2 separate regions of the Rattus norvegicus genome follow, and region 1 is linked to region 2. Evidence: chromatin contacts called from public Hi-C data. All regions are on one chromosome and are shown on one strand. The core of a region is the stretch at or near the end of the contact, and the rest is flanking DNA. Distances in the headings are between cores, read along the strand shown.

Evidence for each region. Hi-C and Micro-C count contacts between places; a contact is called where the count stands out from the background.
Region 1: a contact with region 2 is called in a Hi-C map of liver, with 3 times the contacts expected there. The contact joins the enhancer-like site here to the promoter of Ccdc9 in region 2. A contact is called at or near these places in 11 of 12 Hi-C or Micro-C datasets (the A7r5 cell line, the Rat2 cell line, Schwann cells and 6 more) and 1 of 1 datasets of contacts at active chromatin or transcription factors (oligodendrocytes).

The regions. Positions count from the first base shown.
Region 1 is chr1:86,191,909-86,196,722 of GRCr8, reverse strand. The region is part of intron 5 of Sae1 (SUMO1 activating enzyme subunit 1); the gene reads left to right. Among named protein-coding and RNA genes, the nearest start is that of Sae1, 21 kb to the left of the region's middle. Within about 2 kb of position 1,507, at least 29 of the 93 cell types and tissues checked have an H3K27ac peak or open chromatin away from gene starts, as enhancers often do. A contact at or near this core is called in the A7r5 cell line, Schwann cells and liver, where this site is marked.
Region 2 is chr1:86,118,296-86,123,122 of GRCr8, reverse strand. Ccdc9 (coiled-coil domain containing 9) reads left to right here and starts at 3,337. Exons shown (of 14, transcript NM_001401581.1): 1 at 3,337-3,417.

The DNA of each region.
Region 1 (4,814 bases), core at 258-2,757, 75 kb before region 2:
TGTGACAGTGACCTATGAGGCTGGAGTTACAGACAGTTGGGAGCCACAGTGTGACTTGAGATGCTCAGTTGATAAAGTTTTTACTGTGTGAGCATGATGAGCAAGTTCATGGCAGCTCATGCCTGTCTGTAAACCAGACCAGGTAGGTGGGACAAACGGATTCCTGGGCCTTGCTGGTTGGTCAGTGAGTGCCAAGTTCAGGAATAGATCCTGTCTCCAAAAGGTGAAGTATTCGGCTGGAGCTTGGCACTGTAGAGGAGGATCTGGGTACAATTAATTCCCTGAGGCACGTCATGGTGACTCATGCCTTATAATTCCAGCATTTAGGAGATAGACTGAGGATCAGAAATTCAAAGCTATTTGCTCCAGCTCCAGGTTAGCCTGGGCTATATGGGACTTTGTCTCAAGGCAAACAGAAAGGTCTTTAATGTAAGTATAGTAATTGCTGGTGTTGTGTGTGGGTTTTCTTCTCGTTGTGTTTTTCCCCCTTCAGTATTGGGTAGAACCTGGGGACGTAGACATGTGTTTGGGTCTAGTGCAGTGTTTAATCTCATTAGAGAAAGCAGTTATGAAAGGGATCAGAAGGCAATGGTTTCTTTAGCTGGTGTTACCAGGGAAAACAATTTGAAGTGGCTGGTATTGGTTTTGTTAAACTGAGAAATGATGGGACCAAGCCCATATTTACCCTTCATCTTGTAGATTTAAATGTGGAGAAGAGAAAGCAGCTGGTTGGAATATCCATTTAAAGTTGTTTTGGGGGTAAGGGGTTCTGTGCAGGATCCACAGAACTGGGACAGCCCGGCAGAACTGTGCATTTTCTTTCCCTTACTTTTGTGTTTGTATTGGGATAGCTTTATCTGTGAGCCTGATGCAGAGAAATTATTAGGCTCTAATTTTAGTGTCTATTCACAGGACTGTAATTACCCAGAGTGAACATTAGAGTTTGGGCCAAACCTGGAGTCCTTTCTTTTTGAGGCCCAGTCATACTTTCTCTGCATGGTTGCCTGAGTGTGGTGGGGAGAGAAATTGTTAACAAATGGAGGAGCACAAAAGGGGCTCTGTAGGTTTATAAATCACGCCCTCTTCCAAGTGTGACACTTGGCCCTGGTGTGAGGGTTTTATGGCTTAAGTGCCTTCTTGATTGAGGCCCACATTTTGCATTCAAGTGGAAAAGCCCTTGCTTTGTGAGCCATTCAGAGCTGGAAGCTTCTCTGGAATCACTTCTGATGATGCCCTCTAGGGTGGATATGGAAGCTTCATTTGGGAGCCACTTTTCTGTCACTATGAGGAGAATGTGGGGTGCCCAGGCCAGTACTTGGCAGCCTTGGTGTGCCATTCCGGAGCACTCTGCCGGTACTTTGCCCTTTGTGCAATGTCTTCCTTCAGAGAGCAGAAATTAAAGATATGAAAATATTCCCCAGCTGACTTTGTTAGTCAGCTGTTACAATGGACTGTTCAGCCGGGATTCCAGCTCTGAGCTCTTGAGGGTGCACAGCATGCAGCGCATTCCTTCTGACAATCCCCTGGATTCCAGACCTTGGCTTTGTGTCCTACCCGGAGCCCAGGGCAAGGACAGGGTGTGGCAGTGTTTGGCCTGTGGCTTTGCCACCTGGCAGTAACAACTTCTCTATTCAGGCAGAAAGGGCCTTGGGATTTTATTTTACTTACTTATAATTTTTTGAGTGTGCCAGTCCTGGCTGACCTGGAACCCAGAATGTAGACCAGGTTCACCCAGATCTTCCTGCCACCAGGCCAAGTGGCCCTGGGATTTTGAAGTTTTGTCTACTTAAGGTCCTTCATCCAGACTTTAAGGTTTCCTAAATTGTACAGAATAAGGAGTTGGGTTCTACTCAGACTGCAGGATGGGGTGAGGGAAGCAGCTACTTCCTGTTTCCTGTGAAAGGTGTCTGTCAGAGTCCCCCTCTCCTCCCACTGTCCTAGGTTCAATCAGATGTTGTAAAACCACTTTGGGTTCAAGGTACATGGTGTGCTCCTAAATTAGAAACTTCAGAAAACAAAGAGGAAAAACAGAGCTTGTGGTTTTCACACATCTAGGAAGTTGGGCCTTTTTAACACCCATGTGCTTGTGATAAATAGGGCAGTAGGAAAGGCCCAACTGGAGGCAGCTGGTACTTGAGTTTGTTAGCATTTTTTTGGTACTTTGGTTTTTAAGCTACATGTGTACTCTGTGTGTGTGTGTGTGTGTGTGTGTGTGTGTCTGTGTGTCTGTGTGTCTGTGTGTCTGTGTGTGTGTCTCCCCTGTTAAGTGTTGTGGGCAATTCTTTTAACACTGAGCCACAAGCCCTCTCTTCCCTTTAGACGTTAGTAAAGGGACAAGTCACCCGGCCATGTCATCTAGGTTAGTGTACTTCAGGATACACCTGATGGGAGGAGAGAATCAGCTCCTGCAGATTGGCCTCTGGCTTCTGTGTAGGTATGTGTGCACACACAGTAAATGAATAAATAAATGTGCTTTTAAAATATTAAGATTTTAGTCCTTAAGGGAAGGAAAGTTTTGTTTATTGCCATATTCCTAGGCCAGTGCTGAGCACAGTCATAGTCAGGAAATAACATTTCAGCGTAATGCATTTCCTGCAGCCGAAAAAGACAACCCTGAAGGAGATCTTGTCCTTTTAAACCTAGATCATGGAATTAACTATGAGGTGAACTAAATGGCTTAGCTATATAGTACGTTAGTTTTCATAGATCAGTTACTTGATCTGAGAGAACAAAATTCCAAAGATAAGAAACTTGCTCAGAAACAGAAGTGAGTTACTGAATAGTCAAGACAGGGCCTCACAGACCGGTGAGGGTTATGGCCCTACCAGGTGTCAAGATTGCTTGGTTTAGAGCTGCTGTCACCAACTTTTTTGGGTGTTGAATGACTTTTCACGGGGTCACTATTGGAAAACACAAATTACACTGTGATTCATAGTAGTAGCCAAGTTATTGTTCAGAAGTGTCAAGAAATAGTTATATAGCCAGACGGTCATGTGCACACCTTTAATCTCAGCACTGGGGAAGCAGAGGCAGGCAGATCTCTTGAGTTCAATGACAGCCTGGCCTACAGAGCTGAGTTCCAGGACAGCCAGGCCTCACAGAGAAACCCTGTCTTGAAAAGAAAAAAAAAGAAAAGGAAAAAAAAATTATGGTTGGGGTCACGTCAATCTGAAGAAGGGTTCTAGCTTTAGAAAGGTTGAGACATGAAGTGCACTGTCTCTATAGTGTTTGGGATACAGCTTTCTGGTTTTCCAGGGAAGGTAAGATAGTTAGCTGAGATGGGGAGTGACATGATGAGCTCTCGTCAAGTGAGCATGTGTGTCTATCCGTTCCTGGCCCTCCATTCCTTCCCTTACTTTCTCTTCTTTCCTCTCTTCATGACTGAAAACGGGTAGCCCAGCTGAGTTTAAACAGCCTGTAGCCCAAAGAGGCCTTGTGTTTTCAGTCTTCTGCTTCAGAATGCCGAGTGTGAGGCATACTGTTGCCACTGTGTCTGATACACGTGTAAGTATGTATATAATTATTTATTTCATGTGCAGAAATATGCCACATGCCTGAAGGTTAACAGTTATAATAAAATAAACCCTGTGAGAATTAGACACCCATGTTGTCAGTGCCGGCACACTAATCTCTGCCGCCTTCTTCTTTACTCTCTGCTGTAGTTTTCTCCTGAACAGGTGACTCCGGGGCTGCTGGTCTGTGTGATGGATTAAAAGGGCAGACCCAGATCTAAAGAACTAGTCCATAATATTCATCTACCTAAAGTAAAATGAGTAAATGGTTTGTTTTTAGGCACTCTTTCAAAAAAAAAAAAAGAAAGCAACTTTCTGTACAAGAGTTTAAGCATAAACTCAGACTCTTAGCTAGCACCATAGATAATACCAAATTAAAGAAGCAAGCAGGTTTGACGTGGCGTGTCTAAGCTTTCTGTTTTTCTTCAGTGTAAATAATGGTTGTCAGCGGTTGGTTCTTCTTCCCATGTGTTTCTTCTCATGTCCGTATGCGTAAGCCATATGTAGATTTGCTCCCTGTGTCCCTTCACTACTTCAGAACTGGTTTCCTGTTGCATGTGTGCTGCCACCTGCTTTGTGAGAGAAGCATTGTGTTGGTGGGGCCATCTGTTTGTGTGTCTTTGTAGGGCTTTGCTGTCCTTTGTGGTAGGTACCAGACACATATTTAATATTAAATACAGTATAAAAATGACAACTCTAGCGCTCAGTGAGCACCTGTAGCTGCTGGTGTGGGAGTTGCACAACATGCACACATGAGGACACCATTGTAATCAGTCCTCTTGGACAGTACTGCATGCAGGGCTTCTTTTGTGTGGCTATATTACCGTCAACGTATCTGCTGTCGGTGGCATTCAGGTGTGTGAACTTTTCCTTGTTAGAGACTGTGCTGTGCAAAGCATTCTGTTTGTGCATGTGAGGTGGTGTTCAGCCTGCTTGGGCAGTCGTGTTCTTTTCTGTAGGGTAAAATTAGGATAAGTATCTTCACCTTGCCAGTTTACACTCCATGGCCAATAGCACATAACAGTAACACTTGCTAACCTCAGGCTGTGCTTCAACCGTGCTGTTGAGGGAAAATTGTTTGGCTTATGGCTGTCATCTGGTAGAATACTTTTTTATCTTCAGATGAGTTCTCAATATATAGCTCTAGCTGGTCCAGGAAATAGCTCTATAGCCTAGGCTATAAAGTTGACATTCTCCTGCCTCTGCCTCCCACATTCTGGGATTGTAGATAATGCACCAGCATGATGGGCATCTTTTTTTTTTTTTTTTTTTTTTTTTTTTTTTTTAATTTAAAAAATTTCC
Region 2 (4,827 bases), core at 2,088-4,587:
GGCAGAGGCAGGTGAATCTTTTGAGTTCAAGGCTAGCCTGTCTACAGAGTGAGTTCCAGGATAGCCAGGGCTACATAGAGAAACCCTGTCTCAAAAAACAGAAACAAAACAAAACAAAACAAATGAGACAGAAACAAGTGTTTCAGGTGGCCGAGATCGGTTACTGGGATCTGATCATTACACATTGTTTATATGTATCAAAACATTATAAGGGTTGGGGATTTAGCTCAGTGGTAGAGTGCTTGCCTAGCAAGAGCAAGGCCCTGGGTTCAGTCCCCAGTTCCGAAAAAAAGAAAAGAAAAAAAATTACAGCATGTGCACAGTTATGTTTCAACTAAAATAAAAAAAAATGAAACAAATCCTTAGCCTGGGCATGATGGTCCTTCCCTGTTATCCATCCAAGGCAGATGGATCTCTATGCCTTTGAGAAACCCTGGTCTACAACAGAGAGTTCCAGGCCAGTCAGAGCTACACTGTGAGACTTTACCTCAAAAAACAACCCCCCCAAAACAAAACAAAACAAAACAAAATAGGCAGGCAAGGTGGCTCTGGCTAGGCAGGTCCAGGAGCCTCCTGCCTAGTCTTTATGCTTGAGTTTATTTCTGGATCTCACATGGTAGGAGAGAACTAACTTCTGTAGGTTTTTCTCTGGTCTACACATGTGCCACAGCTTGTGTGCTTCCTTTCCTCCCCCAAATTAAAACAATGAGAAAGCAGGCATGGGCTGCTACAGAATAGTTCGTATCTGTAATTCAGGCATTCAGGAGACAGGCAGGAGAATCCTCTGGAGGTTGAAGACAGCTTAGACACAGAGGAAAAATCTATCGCAAAAAACTAAAATGTGCAGATTGGCTCAGTAGTTAAGAATGTTTAGTACTGGGGTTGGGGATTTAGCTCAGCGGTAGAGCACTTGCCTAGCAAGCACAAGGCCCTGGGTTCGGTCCCCAGCTCCGAAAAAAGAAAGAAAGAAAGAAAAAAGAATGTTTAGTACTTAAAAAAAAGAGTATTTATTTATCTATTTATATAAATACACTGTCACTCTCTTCAGACACACAAGAAGAGGGTATCATATCCCATTACAGGTGGTTGTGAGCCACTGTTTGGTTGCTGGGAATTGAATTCAGGACCTGTGGAAGAGCAGTCAGTGCTCTTAACCACTGAGCCATCTCTCCAGCCCCATGTTTAGTACTTTTACAGAGGAACCAATTTCAGTTCCCAGCAACCACATGATGGCTCTCAAATGGTGCGCAGAAATACATGCAGGTAAAACACCCACAAGCATCATATATATATTCATATATACACACATATATATCATGCATATACACACACACACACATATATATATATATACAATACACATGTCAAACACACACACACACACACACACACACACACACACACACACACACACGAGGTTGGGGATTTAGCTCAGCGGTAGAGCGCTTGCCTAGCGAGCGCAAGGCCCTGGGTTCGGTCCCCAGCTCCGGAAAAAAAAAAAGTAAACACACACACACACACACACACACACACACACACAGATATGTATATATATAAAACTTTTAATTTTAATTTTGTGAGATAGGGTCTTACTATGTAGCTCTGGCTGTCCTGAAACTCACTATGTAGACCATGCTGACCTTGAACTCACAGTCAACCTCCCTAGTGCTGGGATTAAAGGTGTTCACCACCACTGCCTAGGACCGGTATATATTTCAATTTAAAAGAAATAACAACAAAATTGGGCTGAGGATGTAGCTAAGTGACAGAACTTGTTCACAAGCTTGCTTCGTCTACACCACACACACACACACAGAGGTAGAACTATCCCTGTTGAATTTCAGTGAGATGGGTTGGACAAATTGTGGCCATTTGTCAGATGGGCTATCTCACAGCAGCTTAAGGTGGTCAATTTTTGTGGGAAGAAATGCTCAGACCTATAATCCTACCTTCATACTGAAGAGGCTGAAGCAGGAGGATCAGGAGTTTGGGGACAACTGAGATATTGTCTTAGTCAACATTTTAGTGCTGAGATGAAACATCATGACCAAAAAGCAAGTTGGGAGGAAAGGGTTTATTTGATTTCTGTTTTCATATCACAATCTATCATTGGAGGAAGTCAGGATAGGAACTCAATCAGGGCAGGAACCTGGAGGCAGGAGCTGACGCAGAGGCCATGAAAGGGTGGTGCTTACTGATTTCTTCCCCACAGCCATCTCTGCCTGCTTTCTTATAGAACCCAGGACTATCAGTCCGGAGATGGCACCACCCACAATGGGCTAGGTCCTCCCCCATCAATCAGTAATTGAGAAAATGCTACAGCTGGATCTCGTGGAGGCATTTTCTTAACAGATGCTTTGTCTTCTCTGATGACTCTAACTTGTGTTAGGTTGACAACAAACTGAGCCAGTACAGATATTTAAAAAAAAGAATAATTCAAGTGCCAGTACGTTGCTCAACAGGTAAAAGAGGGTGTGCATCTCAAAGTCCAGGGTTCAAACAGAGGTCATCATAATTGGCCAAGTGCCTTTACTTTCTCAGCCACGTCACCCTGCTTTTATTTCTCCTTTGAGAGAGGATCTATGTAGCCCTGGTTGTCTGTCTGTCTGTCTATCTATCTATCTATCTATCTATCTATCTATCTATCTATCTATCTATCATCTATCCTGCTGTTTTTGACCCCGAGGTAATCTTTCTGTCTCAGTCTCCCAAGTGCTGAAATTAGAGGCATCTACCAGGACTTTATATAGTTGATATAAAGCTGGGACTGCCCAGCTTTATATAGTTGATTTTAAAAAATTATATATATGTATATATATAAGATTTATTTATCTATTATATATAAGTACACTGTAATTGTCTTCAGACACACCAGAAGAAGGCATCAGATCTTATTACAGATGATTGTGAGCCACTATGTGGTTGCTGGAATTTGAACTCAGGACCTCTGGAAGAGCAGTGCTCTTAACCACTGAGCCATCTCTCCAGCCCCAAAACTTTATATTTTTATGAATTGGTTAGTTTCTATAACTAAGGTTTCATTAGCAAGAAGAGGTAATGAAACCAATTTAGGTTTTCAGGGGTCCCTGTATAATGTCTAATTTTTACCTAGTAAAATCGGGAACCAGTGGCTCCGGGTGATAAAAGTCTAAACCAAAAAAGGAACCCAGAGATTTAGTGCTACATGTCCATCCCCTGAGACCAGACAGAACAAACACGCTTCTGCCACCTTCTGCAGAGCCTGAGGGGGTGCGGACCCTTTAAGGCACCCGGAAATGGGATGTCAAGACCGGAAGTGCCCCACTTATTTCCTCTCTTCACGTGGTGTGGCCCGGAAGTGACGCGTGAGGCCCGGGAGCTGCGGACGCGAAGGCGGACGGAGCCGGAGTCGCAGACACCGCGGGGTCTCCGGGACAGGTGACCGGGGGAGGGGGCCGGGTGCGCGCCCGGAGAGGGCGGGGCCTGTTCGCCCACGTGAGGGAGCGTGAACGCGCGCGGATAGAGACGAGCTGCCGGCGGGGGCGGGGTCAGGGTACTCTGCGGGGGGCGGGGACGCGACGCCCACATGGGTCGCTTGAGGGGTGCTGAGGTTGGGCCGTGAACGTGTGGGCAGGGCCAGACGAGCGGGTGCGGGCGGGCCCCAAGCCTGGGTGGTTGACTTAGCGGGGCGGGCCTTGCAAAGCTGTGTCTGGGCTGGGGGTGGGGCCAGAGTTTTGCCTAGAGGATTAGGGGGCAGGCTCGGGACGTTGGGCGGAGACGCTGGGGGCGGGACCAAATAGTGTAGGGTGGGGGTAAGAGGCGGAGTCTGGGCGTTGGCACGATAAAAACTTGGGGCGGGGCTAAAGTGTTGGGCGTGTAAGGGGTGGGGTTTGGGCGGTAGGCGGGCGAATTGGGGGAGTGGTCAAAACGGCGCGGGGCGGGGTAAAGGTCGGTGGGCGGAGTGAACTGAGGGCGGGGCTAGAGTATTGCTTGGGGCCTTACAAGTTCGTCTTGGCGGTAGGGGGTGCTACGGGGGCGTGGTTATGAGGGCCAGGGGCGGAGCTAAGAGATTGGCCTGCTCGGGGCGGGGCCAAAGCTTCGAGGGGAGTGGGGAAAGAGGCAGGGCTTTAAGTGAAGAGGTGAGGATTGAACTGAGGCGTTAGGCTAGTTTGGCCAAGATGCTGGGGGTGTAGCCAGAATATTGTTCTCAGTGTTTTGGGCAATGATTATTTCACTATGACGTGGTTTTAGTGTTTAATGGGGCTAGAGTTTGGGGCAGAGATCCCTTGGGCGAGGCAGGAAAGTTTCTTGGTTCTGGTGGTGGGTCCTGATGATTGCCCAGAAGCTAGTGGAGGGTCCAGGGGCTGGCTGAGACTGGATGGAAGTGGAGCTAAGATTTCAGGGATTTCGCGAGTGGGGCTAGGGTGCTGGTGGAGAATGGCAAATGGCGGGAATGGAGCTAGAAAGTTTTTACTGACCTGGGAGTGCAGCAGAACACAGGCAAGGAAGTAGGGAACTCAGAGGCAGGGGCGGGGCCAGAATCTGGCCGGAAAGGAGGGGCCTGAAGTTTCACCCTAGTTAGGGGTGGGACCACGGAGGTTTTTGGAGGTCGGGTGTGGTTGCAGCTGGCAGTTTTCTCTTGTAAGCCTCTGTAGAAGTTCTGTCTTCTGCCTTGAGTATCACTATGAAGGTCAAGTCCGTTCCAGGAAGGCCCCTGCAGTGGATCCTGGGCCTGCTTGCTGAATCTTTTCCGCCTTGGTAGGATGAGTGCCTTTTCAGCTGGTGGGGCTGGGCTTAGGGGAGCTACAGACTAAAGTTGTCTCAGAGTTAGAACTGTTTTTCATTCTG